Linked DNA regions of Oryctolagus cuniculus: region 2 is linked to region 1. A link is a contact called in public Micro-C data. All regions are on one chromosome and are shown on one strand. Each heading gives the region's core, a stretch centred on a gene start, on an enhancer-like site or on the middle of the called end of the contact. The rest is flanking DNA. Distances are from core to core; before and after follow the strand shown.

What was found. Hi-C and Micro-C count contacts between places; a contact is called where the count stands out from the background.
Region 2: a Micro-C map of ear pinna shows a contact between it and region 1, with 2.4 times the contacts expected there. The contact joins two enhancer-like sites. A contact is called at or near these places in 3 of 6 Hi-C or Micro-C datasets (ear pinna, psoas muscle and an unstated tissue).

Annotation. Positions count from the first base shown.
Region 1 is chrX:25,992,854-25,998,829 of mOryCun1.1, forward strand. No RefSeq gene overlaps it. Among named protein-coding and RNA genes, the nearest start is that of BCOR, 150 kb to the right of the region's middle. Within about 2 kb of position 2,633, at least 6 of the 8 cell types and tissues checked have an H3K27ac peak or open chromatin away from gene starts, as enhancers often do. A contact at or near this core is called in ear pinna, where this site is marked.
Region 2 is chrX:26,117,379-26,123,354 of mOryCun1.1, forward strand. The region is part of intron 1 of BCOR (BCL6 corepressor); the gene reads right to left. Among named protein-coding and RNA genes, the nearest start is that of BCOR, 23 kb to the right of the region's middle. Within about 2 kb of position 2,758, at least 2 of the 8 cell types and tissues checked have an H3K27ac peak or open chromatin away from gene starts, as enhancers often do. A contact at or near this core is called in ear pinna, where this site is marked.

The sequences.
Region 1 (5,976 bases), core at 1,383-3,882:
CATAGTCCCGACCCTGGCCCTCCTCAGCCTCCCTAGGACCCCAGACTGCAGGCCCGTAGCATCCCCCCCCCACCCCCTGCAGCCTGTGCACCTCGCAGGGACACACAGGCCACACACCGCCCGGAAGTTCCTTGAGCTCGGGGAGCTGGCTTCCTTTTACAGGCTCTCCTTCAAGCTGCTGGGGCCCTGGCAATGCCTGCGGCTCCCTGTGCAGCGCTGGGTCTCCCTTCCTGCAAAGGTCAGCCCACCTCCTTCTCTTGCCTGGCCACTGTCCCGTCCAGGCCTGCAAGCCTTCTACACTGCAGCTTGAATATGGAAATGGACCAGGCACCCGTGCAAAGAAGCCAGCCAGGAGCAGGGATCCAGGTGTGGGGCTCCGGGGAGGGCAGCCATGCAGACAAACCCCACAAGCAGTTCAGGGTGTGAGGCTGAGATCCAGGCTTCGGCCAGGACCAGGGAAAAGCTGTTGGCCCTTGGCTTTCACCCCCAGGGGGCTGCCGTGGGGGAAGGCCCGAGCAGGGGTAGGGGGAGATCTCAGCCTGCACGCAGTGAGTGTCCTGTGACTTTCCCAGGAGCCGTGCACCCCAGCCAGGCTGCGCTGCACTCTGAGCTGGATCCAGTAGTCAACTGCAGGCTGAGGCTTGGAATTCAGTGGCCCAAGGAGCGCAGCCAGGGACCCCAGAGAGGCCCTCCTGCCGCCCCAACCCGAGAGAGCGGCTGCTGAGGACTGGGAGCAGCAGGGAGAACGAGGTACAGAAAAAGCAGAGGACCCGCCATTCAAGTGGCTTCCTCTAAAGAGCGCTATACCCCAGTTTTCTGGGAACTGTACCTAAAAAGTCAGGGGAGAGAACTCATTAACTTTTGTTTGTTTCACATTGCCAGCTTCAAGTCAAGCGGAGCCCCCCCCCCGAAGATTTTGTAAAATATTTAATCTAGCTCAGACAATTTCCTGCAGTCCTTAACCGGACCATCCCACTCACGGAGCTGCTGCCAAGAGCCAGCTGGACAGCAGGCTGGCAAGGAGAGGCCCTAGGAACCCCTCCCCCCACGCCCCACTCAAAGAGCCGCACAGACCTCCTAGAATCCCGAGACACCCAACGCACGGGGACCCTGCAGACCCAACCTGGTAAGGAGACCAGGAAATGGAGTTAGACGCCTTTCACACTGAACTGATTGTTTGTATGACCTTGGCGGCCCTCACCCCCTCTGAGCCTGTAAAATGGGCAGGAGGGCGTCTCCCCTTCCTCTGGCTGCTCTGCGTTTGCCTGCGCAGAGGCCACAGGAGGGGGTGACTCCCTGGGTGTGGCCCAGCGCCCTCCGCTCCCACCCCGTGCACTCTTTTCTTCCCCATAATCCCACTGGAGAACATTGCAAGCCAGAGCGAGGGGGATCCTTGGACTCTGCGGAACCTCACCCCCTTGCAAACGTGAGGCGCACGGGGAGACTGCTTTGCCCAGTTTCCATTCCCGCCTCCAGAATAAGGAGCCTGAAAACATGTGTACTGTAAATAAAGCCTGTCTAAATAAAGCACTCGGGTAAAGGCTGCCGAGAAAACACTCCGCAGCGTTCTGTTCAGTGAGTCAGCTTCCCAGCCCCCGGGGGAACAATGGGGACCTTGCCAAGGCTCCCCTTCCGTCGACCCTTGACAGCCCCTCTACCCGGCTAGGGGGCATGGGGCACTGTCACACTGGGATCATGGCGCCCCACCCTGCCACGAGGGTCTGGGGGGGGGAGCTCCCGGCGACCCGAGTTGGGGGTCCAGCCCCAGGATTAGCGCCACCAGGAATCCTTCTGCCCGCAGCTGCCGCGGAGAGGTTGAGGGTTAAACAAACACCAGGCAGAAAAGCGAGCCTGCGGGGCTGCGGCCGGCGCGGAGAGGGGAGGGCAGGGGACCCCCGCTACCCAGCCTTCCGACCGAAAAACGGGCCCTGCCCGCTGGAGGCCAGGCTAGGTCTCGGTCTCCTCTCCTCGCTGGCCTGCGAAGTCTCAGGGCGAACCGAATGTGGCAACAGCCAGAGTCACCCGTTGGTGGTGGCCACCGCACGACCTCTGGACTGCCTCGCGGGACTGCACACCCGGGCACGGGCCTTGCAGAGACCTGCGGCTCGGTGCCGACTGGCGCGGTGGCCTCGGCTCTGCTGTGGGCCGGCGATTTCCCCGCGCCCGGTGACCTTGAGGCTCAGGGATCCACCCCGGCCGGCCCGCGGTTTCCGGAGCCGCGCAGCCAGCCCTTCCTCCCGGCCTCTCCGGCCAAGGCCGCCCCCGGCTGCCCAGCCTCATCGCGGGGCGCGGGGGCTTTGTAAAAACACATCGAAGGCCTCGCGCCTGCACACGCGCCCAGCCGGGGCCCGGGCCGGGGCCGGCGCTCCAGCAGCCCGAAATTGTCAAATCGTCGCTGGCCAAGGCTGGGGCTGAGGCTTTGGGAACAGGGTTTGAACCGGAGACGAGGAAAACAAGTGAAACGGGAGGGGCGGGGTGGGGTGACGGCTCATAAATCAGCCAGCCCCACCCGCGGGCCTCAGCGCAGAGGCGTCCCGGCCCCGCGCCGCGGGAGAGAGGAGGGTCACTCGGCCACTCCTGGCCGACCTCTGAGCTCTGCCGGAGCCAGCGCCCCACCCAGGGCTCCAGCCGTGCGAGGACCAGCTCCCGGCCCAGATCGTAAACCACCCGCCCGATTCGGCGGGAAGCCGCCCTTGGCCTCGGCGCGCAGCCGCCCAAGGGGAAGTTTATTTATAGCTTGTAAACGTAAAGGAAACCAGACCGCGCTAGCTCGCCGCGCTCGGCCTCCTTCGCTCCCCACCTGCCCACCAGGAGGGCGCGGCAGGAGGCGCGCGGAGGAGTGGGCGGGGTGGGGGGGTGGCCTGGGTTCCACTCTCCCCTGAGCTCAGCTCCCTGGGGAGAACAGGCTCCTAAAAGGCTGGCAAGCTTTAAATCCCTCTCGGGGCGCCTAGCCAAAGCCGAGAAGGCCGCAGAGGGCGGAGGACAGGGCCCGGGCACCGGCGTTGTTAGGGTGGCCCACTTGGCACGCACAGGCGGGCAGGCCCTGCAGCCCGACGACGCGGGATTCCGCAGCTCCCGCTCCCGGCCGGGGGAAGTCCCGGAGTGCCAGGGAGCCAGGGGAGGGGGCGCTCCGGGAGCTTCTCCTTGGAAGGCGGGATGCTTTCCCGGTTCCTCCTGCGCACGTGTCCTCAGCAGAGCAGGCAAGCGCTGCGCGCCTGGGGCTGCGATCCGCGGGTGACAGCGGCTGAGAGCGCACCCACTCCACCCCCACCGCCACCGTCGCCGCCTCTCCCGGGGAGCTCCAGGCTCTCGGGTGCGCTCGGGGCAGGCCCGAGGAGCCCATAGAAACGGCAAAGTGCCGCGGCGGCGATTAGGAAGAGAAGACATTAAAAAGCCCAGCCCCGCGTAGACAGGCAGCCGAGCAGCAAAAGACGCCTGCGAGACGCCCCCCACCCCCCGCGCCGGCGGCCCCTCCCAGTCCCGGCGGAGCGCACCCACCCCTTGCTTCTGCCAGGGCAGATTCTTGTGTGTGTGTGTGTCTGTCTGTGTGTGTGCGCGCGGGTGCGCGCGCGCGCTCGAGCATCGGGAGGGCAGTTGCGAAACGGGCTCTTGGCTGCAGCGCGGCATAATGGAGGTGGCTGGAACAATGCGCGCTTTGTGCGCGCGGGGAGTTGTTTTCCACCCGCCTCGCCCCCCTGTCTCGGGCCGTATGGCACTTTAATCCCCGCCACGGCTCGGCACAAATGCACTTGTGTCCTGCGGGTCACCGGGGGCCGTGCGGCTGGAGCCGACCCCACCCCCACCCCGGACCCCACCGCCGGCCGCCCCATCTTCCTTCCTGCCTCCCCTCACTACCACAACCACCACCTCAATTCCCGGCGTGGGCCGGTGAGCCGGCTTGGAGGCTTCCGGGCCCGCCGGCCACTTTTATTTTCCGTGAAGACGGCCCCTCCCCCACTTCGCGATCTCTCTCTCTCTCTCTCTCTCTCTCTCTCTCTCGTGCGCGCGCACACACACACAGACACACAAACACACACACTTCCCCCCCCCATACCGCCCCGGCCAACCGCAGGCCCTACGCTCGCCGCCCTCCCTCGCCTCGCCTCGCCTCGCCTCGCCTCGGCCCGCCCGCCCCCACCCCGCGCTCCGGACTCCTGCGAACAATACTAAATGTCAACAGATTCCGCGCGGCGAGTGTCTGACTCGGCCGAGATAAGGGTGCGCGGTTGGCCCCGCGCTCCGCGCCGCCGCGGGGGGAGCCCACCCTGACCCCGGCTGGAAAGAACCGGCTGCGATGAAACCCGTGCCGGGGATGGGGGGCACGAGGGCAGGGCACCAGTGCCGGCCCCGTGGGGGGGGGGGGTTCTCGCGGGGAGAGCAGGCCCCGCCCCGCCCCCACTCGGCTCAGCTCGGTGCTAACGGGGAGCCGCCAGGCACGGTGGAAGCGGCGGGGTAGACGCGGTGCTCGGGCCTGTTTTCAAGCCGCGACTCCGGTCCCCAGCTGACGCCGGAAAAAACGCTGATCTGGGTGGGGGAGGACTCGGGCCGTCTGCGACCTCCTGGGAGCGGCACCTGAAAGACGCGGAAACTCATTAAAATATTTTTCGAAGCACGTACACACTCTGGCAGGTCCTCCGCGGCCGTCCGCAACCCACCACCCAACCGAGTTCAAATTCGCAAATTGATTCCCACGCGTTGGTATTAATGGGCTGTTCCTCTTAAATTGTTGCCAACTTTGCTAATGGATTATTATTTAAATGATTTCTTTTTTATAAAGTACGTGTTGTTTTATAGATGCGTATTTACTTAAAGAAATCAACTGCATCTATTAACATATTAAAGAGAGAATAAAGCATCGGGCCGGTGTAATGTACTTACTTTGGGTGCTCGCGAAGATAGGAAAATCTTATTTGTTTAATAATAAGTCACTCATGAATATGCAAATGACATCGGCGCAGTACCTCACTTCTGTCACTATTAATGAGTTGCAAATTAATGTGACAACAAAAGGAAAATCTATTTAGTGGAGGAACTCGGGTGCCTACCTGGGGAGATCACCAGCAGGCCTGGAAGTTGGGGCTCCAGGAAGGAGAGGACTGGGGAGGGCTCACCTTCTCGCCCCGCCTTTTCCCACAGCCTTTACTATTGTTTGGCTTCCAAGGACCTGCTTTGTCAGGAGCCCCTTCAAATTCCTGCTTGAGGCCAGAGGAAGACCGGCTGCTCCGGGGTAATTAGGGCCAAGTGTGATTAATGGAAATCAGTCCACGGTTTGAAGCAAAGCAGTTGGCAAAGCAGGTTTTTGGGGGTCTCCTCTGCCCGGCTCAAGATTCCCCTAAGCCTTTTTGGCCTCTGTAGCTTTGGACAGGGTTTAGGGCTGTTAAATAGGCATTAGGCCTCCCGGGCCTGATCACAGGTATTAAGACAGCACCCTGCGCACTTGCGTTTTACGACGCGGCTTTGCTGATGGAAGATTTAAGAGCAGGTCGGCTCGTTTTCCTGCCGACCTGCTTCCCAGAGATTCCACACTGAAGTCTTCCCTTCGGACCTTCGAACCTTCCTGCTTTTTGGGCCTACGCATCAGAGCCTGGTTTCATTTCATCCGTGGGTGCTGATCCGTGTTTCTAATGCAGTGTCATTTGGAAACATCATTGAGAAAAAAACAAACGTTGAGCTGCCCAGATCTGTGGACTGACAGCTCGGGAGCTTGGGTAGTATTTCTCGAAGCTGTCTGTTTAGCGAGGGAGCCTTTCGGAGGGCTATTCTATAGTTAACGGGTATTTTATAGCTAACCTGGCTAATGGCTACATGGTTTAATACACATGTAAAAATTCATCAGGCTGCACGGTAGAGGCTTGTGGACTTTACCATGTCTAAGTGAACGCTTATTTTGGTTATGTCTTCCCGTGGAAAGCTACCCCAAAGCTTCGTGCTGTGAAACAGCAGTGATGATTTAGTTGGCTCGGGAATCTGCAATCT
Region 2 (5,976 bases), core at 1,508-4,007, 120 kb after region 1:
TGAATACGGATATTAAAAATCAATAGCTGGGGACCCCTGGGGAGGAGACACAGTGCGATCCTGCTTCAGGAACGCAAGACAGGAGCGGCGAGTTCAGCCAAGCTGAGCCCAGCGCCCAGGGAAGTGAGGACTAGTAGCTGCATCTCAGCTTCCTGACAAGCTTAACTGCACCATTCCTAAGCGGGGCCAGGGGACTGCTGTGCCCTTGGGCTTTGGCGGTGGGGTGGAGGGGGCAGTGTGTAGGGGGGCTGGCAGTAAGGTTTGTTTCCAAGCAGGCTACCAGCCAGGTGCGTGGAGTCGCTTTTTTGTTGTTGCTGCTGTTTGCACTTTGGTTTGGTTTGTGTCTGAGTCTTGCAGGCAGGCACTCAACTCTTCCCACCACGAGGGCTCCTTTCCCGGGCCTCAAGACATCCATCACCGTAGGCCTCATGGGGAGCTCTTGGCGTAAGCTTTCAGGGAGATGGAACAGGAATTACAATGGCTCCGAATATCCTTCGCACAGTAAAGAAAATATGAATGCCGGATGCAGGCTCTGAGTTGCAGGGTCTGGTGCGACACTGCCAGCCTTCTGGGCACACGCCCTCGGACCACAGGACCCGCCCAGGGGCCTGGTGGAGGCTGAGTGGTGACAGAGGGAAGGTGGTGAGGAGAAGGCTGAGACGCGGAAGCACTCCCGCTCCAGAGCCAGGATCCAGATTGTCTGTTAAACAGCCAGGAGAAGAGCAAGCTCCCGGGACGCATAATTATCTTTTCAGTCCTGGAGAGGAGCACAAATTATTCTCTTCTTTATCAAAACATAGAAATATACTTTACCCTAAATAGAAACAAGGTTCTATTAGACTGATAGGGTAGGGGTGAAGGAGAGTAAGTAGCTTTCAGAGGATTCATTCCCCCTCCCCCTCCCTCCCCGCACTCTGCTACAGAAACAGAAGAGAAGCTGATAGTGGGAGACACACATAGGTTATCTGATTGGAAGGGCCTGGAGAATTTTTGATGCCAAGAAACTAGGTGAACTTGACCTACTGCACTGCTATCCCAAACACCACGTTGCAATATTAATTTTATAGATTCCCTTTATATCATAGCTTCAATCAATATAGATTAAGTCGGAAATCTTGCTCCAGTTATAAATACACTGAAAGGACACCTTAGGAGAGCCCCAGATAGGAATTTGGGTAAAAGTTAGAAGCGAAGGAAAAGCGTGTTAGAAGATGACAACGAGGGAGCCCGTGGCCTCCTCTCTTTGTTCCCCGCCAGCTGTCAGAGAACCATCACAGGGAGGGAACGGGACCCTTCTTGGTACTGTCACAGGAAAAGAAAGTAGTCGCTTTCCGGCTGCTACAGATCCCCCCCCACACACACACACCAGGTTCCTTCTCACCGCCCAGCCAGCCCCCTGGGAGTTTTTGCTTGCCTGTATCTATGCATTTCTGGGTTGGGGGTGCCGCCACTCCATCAACATCGGGCCCTGGACCTATGGCACTTGCTAGCAAAAGTTGCATCCTGAGGAAATGACATGCTTAAGAAACGCTGGCTATAGGGCAACCCGGTTGCTCCCTCATCGTCAGCAGGGGCCACCTGAGTCTCATCAACCCACTGGCACTTCCCACCTTAGCCATGGGGCCTCCTACTGACCCACTGACCCACGCAGTGTGCCCCTAGCGGAAACGTGTGGCTAGGGCTTGAGCTGACCGGCTAAGGGAGAAGGAAGGCTTTAGAGAGGCCCTGTTGAGCCTCCGGCACAAGTCTGGAGTTCACCTAGCTTGGGGGGAGGGGCACCAGAAGCCACTGAAAGTGACCCTTCCCCTCAGGCCCCCAAGCTGGTACTGGCCTTTGGGTGGGCAGGCTTAGATGCTGCACAGGGACCTACAGGCCAAGTCGCCGGCCCCCCGAGGGTGGGGGCCCTCCCGCTGTGCTCCTGCTTTCCTGGAAGGAACTGAAGTCGCTGGCGGAGTTGTTGGAGCCCCTCCGGGCCCCTCACTACCTTCTGGTGCAAGCCCACAAGGACGATGGTGGCAGTGCTGTGGCCGGGACCACCCACTCCACAGTACCGCAAGCCTCGGATTCTGGCGCCAAGCCCCACAGTTCCGATAAGACTCTAGCTCCCTGCGCCTCTCGTCCCGCAGGAGAAAAAAAAAAAACACTCCTGGAACTGCTAGGGTGCACGCGGAGCCCGAGGCCGGGGGCCGTGGAGGGACGGTCCCCACCACCAACAAGTTGCCGGCCGAGATAACAGCTGTGGGCGGGGGAGGGGAGCCGCAGGCAGCCACGACTGAACGGTTGCGATCTAGAAAATTCAACAAGAGGCCGCCGCGGTGGCGGCGGCTCCAATTAGCTGAGCCAACTGGGAAGGCACAGAGCGAGGCGGCGGCCCCGACGATCGTGCCCGGGGCGAGCAGGCGGGCGGGGGCGCGGGGCCTCGGAGCTGCCCGGGCGGCCCTCGCCCGGCCCCTCCCGCGGGCTCTCGGAGCGCGCCTGGTGTTTACACACTGTCCTTCGGACACCGGATCAAGTTTCAGGCCGCGCTGGAGGCGCCGGGGGCCGGCCGCAGGCCGGGGCGCGGGGAAGAGCTGGAGCGGGATCTGAGGCAGCGCTGCGCTGGCGAGAAGGCCCGGCGTGCGTGGGCACAGCTGGTGCAGCGGTGCCCCAGAGGTGGGGGGCGGGCGGACGGGCGGGCAGGTGGGACCGAGGAGCGCTTGGCGGAGCGAGAAGCACCTCCGGGGTGCAAGGCTGGGGTCCTGCGCCCTCCAGGGCAAGAGGACCTGCCCCAGGGAGGGGATGGGAAGTCTGCTGAGAACCCGGGCGCTACGCCGGCCCAGAGCGCCCCGGTGAGCTCCTCCCCGCTCCGGGAGTCCCTTTGATATGCTACCCGATCCAGACCCCGAGCGGGGGAGGGAGTTTACGGGTTGGAAGAGGGACGCGAGATGGGAGATCTCTTGCTTCCCTGCGCGCCCTGGTCCCGGCGCTGCGGAGGCCTCGGGCCGAGCGCCGGAGGGCCCGCCGCTGCGCAACTCCTCTGAGCTGGCAGCCCGCGGGTGCCCCACGCTGTCAAGCGGCGGCGGGCGAGCTTCCAGCAGCACAGACACACTGTAAACAGCCGCGTGCGCGCCCTCCCCGCCCGGCCTGTAAACCTCACCCAAGCACCCTGTCGCCTTCTCGCTGGCTCCCGGGCGAGGCCTTTGTGGCCCAACTTGGGGGCAGGGGGCCCCCACCCCTCCCCTGGGCCAGCCGGGCTCCGACGCGAGCGTTGTGAACCTGCAGGGGTTCGGGGTGCTACGGGGAGCGGGAAGGAGTCAGCGCCTGCCCCCTCCCCGCTGAATGTCTGCTTTGTTCCGGAAAACAAGGGAAGCATTAGGCTGCTGCCCCCGGGGAAACACAAAACTTCTTTTTGAATCTCGGGAAGGGCGGTTGACTGCGTTACGGAGCTCCCGAGACAGACCGAGGAAGGGAAAAGCCGAGAGGGCGGGAGGAGACGGGGAGACTTCCGAAGGAGGCCGAGGGACACAGCGAGGGGGTGCGGGGAGCAGCGGCTCAGGGTGGCCGGGCCGGAGACCCGGGAACCCGAGTCGGCGCGAAGGTGCCGCGCGAGTTCCAGCGAGCAGCCTACTCGGCCAAGTGGCGCCTGCCCAGCCGGCGGCCGTGCCAGCTTCCTGCCCTGCCCAGGATCGCGGAGCAGTCGGGGACGCCGCCGCAGGCTGGCCCGGAATCGCCGGACGATAGCGGCGGGGGGGGGGGGGGGGGAGGGGGGGGGCTGAGGCTGCAAGTAACCCCTGACTAGTGCCTCCAGCACCAGCACCTCCCTCGAGGACGGACCCAGATCCCGGGCCTGCGGGGCGTCGGCTGCGGGGTTTCAACCTGGGTGTGTGTGTGTGTGTGTGAGCAAAGTCCCAGGGGCTCGCCGGCTCCGGGGCCGGAGGCCAGTCTGAGGTGTCTTTGGGCTCATTTGCCGACCGCCTGTACGATCGGTTCCCATCCTGGCTCAGCCGTTTCAGGAGTGCTGGGCCAGTGCTACCCTGGCCGGGACGAGCACGCAAGGCGGGCGAGTGAAAGCACATCTACTGCCGCTCCCCCAAGCGCCACCCCCTCAGCCCTTCCCGCGTCCGAGAAAGGGGGGAGGGCACCCTTGCCCTGACCATCGCCCCCTCTCCCCGAGAGTCGCTCCCCTCCGCCTCGGAAGCTCAGGCTGCGAGCGAGGGTTTTCCCCCTTTCCCCTGGGCTCGCTGGGTTTCTAACTTCCTCTAAACCTCCCTCCTCGCTCCGAAAAACCCCGAGGAGAGGAGCCGAGAGGAAGCACGCCGCTAGTGTGCGAAATAAAGACCATGTGTGAGGACGGCGGCATCACAGAGTGCAGCCGCGCGCGGGGGGGCGGGGGGGGGAGGGCGGGGAAGGAGAAGTCCCCCCCCCACCTCCCCGCCGCGGCCTGAGGCTCTGGGTCGCAGCAACCAGCGCCTCTCAGCTCGGCGTTGGGGACGCGGAGCCGAAGCGAGAGGGAGTGGAGAAGGCTGGGCTGGCCCCGGGGCTGGCGGCGCGGAGGGGGTGTCGGGGCTGCCGCGCCGTGGGGGGCGGGGGGCGGGGACGCAGCCCCGGCTTCCTGGGCCACAGCTGCGACCGAGGGCGCAAGAGCAGATCGCGCTCGGCGGCGGCGGCGGCGGCGGCTCGGGCCCGCCGTGCTCGCAGCTGAGAATCAACAAAGGGAGGCGGCGGGCGAGCGGGGGAGGGGCGCCGCCGAGCGTTCGCTGGCTGCTGTGGAATAATAAAAATAATTAATAATGCTAATAAGAGAAAAATCCCCCGGCTTTCATGGCTCTGGGTTTCCGAGTGGCTGCAACGCGAAGCGCGCTGTCCTTGAGGCGGCCTCTCTCGCCCGGCCTGCCCGCCCCTCCCCCTCCCTCGCCCCCTCCCCTCCCGGGGAACCGGGAAGAGAAAGGTCTGCAGCTGACAAATATTATCCATTCTCCCCATCGATCGCGGAGTGTACAGATGTGAGCGCTTGATGTGCCCGCGGAGCGGCGGATCCTCCCTGCTCGCTCGCTCTCGCCCAGGCTCCACTCGCCGCCCCCCTCCTCCCCCTTTGTTCTCCTCCCCTTTCCCTCTCTTTAAATAGATTTCAGGGCGCTGCCTGTTGGAGAGCAGCTGGCGATCTCTCCCGAGAGAGGGAGCGAGCGACGCCCGAGGTGCCCTGTCACCAGCCTCCCCTCCCCCACCTCGCCTTCTCGATGCGGCCACCCCTCCACCCCATCTTTCTCTCATGGCCGAGACAGAAAACACCGGGACACCCACGTCCACTGCACCGCGAGTCTCTCCGAGCCTTTGGACCCCTTTCGCTGTCCCCGTGCTGTTCCTTGTGTCTGTGTCTGTCTGTGTGGGGAAGGGAGGGGAGCGCAGGGAGGAGACCCAGGGCCGTAGCAGAAGAGCCGAAGAGTCGGGATCTTCTCCCCAGCAGCAGCAGGGACGCAGTCCGGGTCACGCTAAGAGGGTACAGTTTACCCATTAGAGAAAGCCGGTGGAGCCGGCCCTTTTATTCCTCTTTCGCAGATGGCAGATTAAGCCGGCAGCGCCCGGCCTCAAAGGGACCGGCGGCTCGGCAAAGGGTTAACCCGTCGGCCGGTAATCGCGGACATGCACACGCAAGCACACACACACACACACACATAGACACCCACACACGCGCACGCGGCGCGCCCTCCCCGAGCGCCTACCACGGCCCGCAGTGCGCCCGGGGCTGGGGGAGTAGCGGGGGGGGGGGGGGGAGCTGGGGGAGGGGCGGGCTTAACCAGGCCGCTCGACCGAGCCGAGGCCACCTCGCCGTCTGTCACTTAAATGATTGTCCTCCGCTCCGCTCAGTGCGGTCAGTACGGGCTGTTAACAGGCAGTTGCAATCAGTTTCCGAAAGGTCAGCCAAGGTCCTCCGGCTCTCGCAGACGGAAGGCATTACGAAACCGCTTTTGTATCTGCAGGCACTTTAGAAAAAGAAGC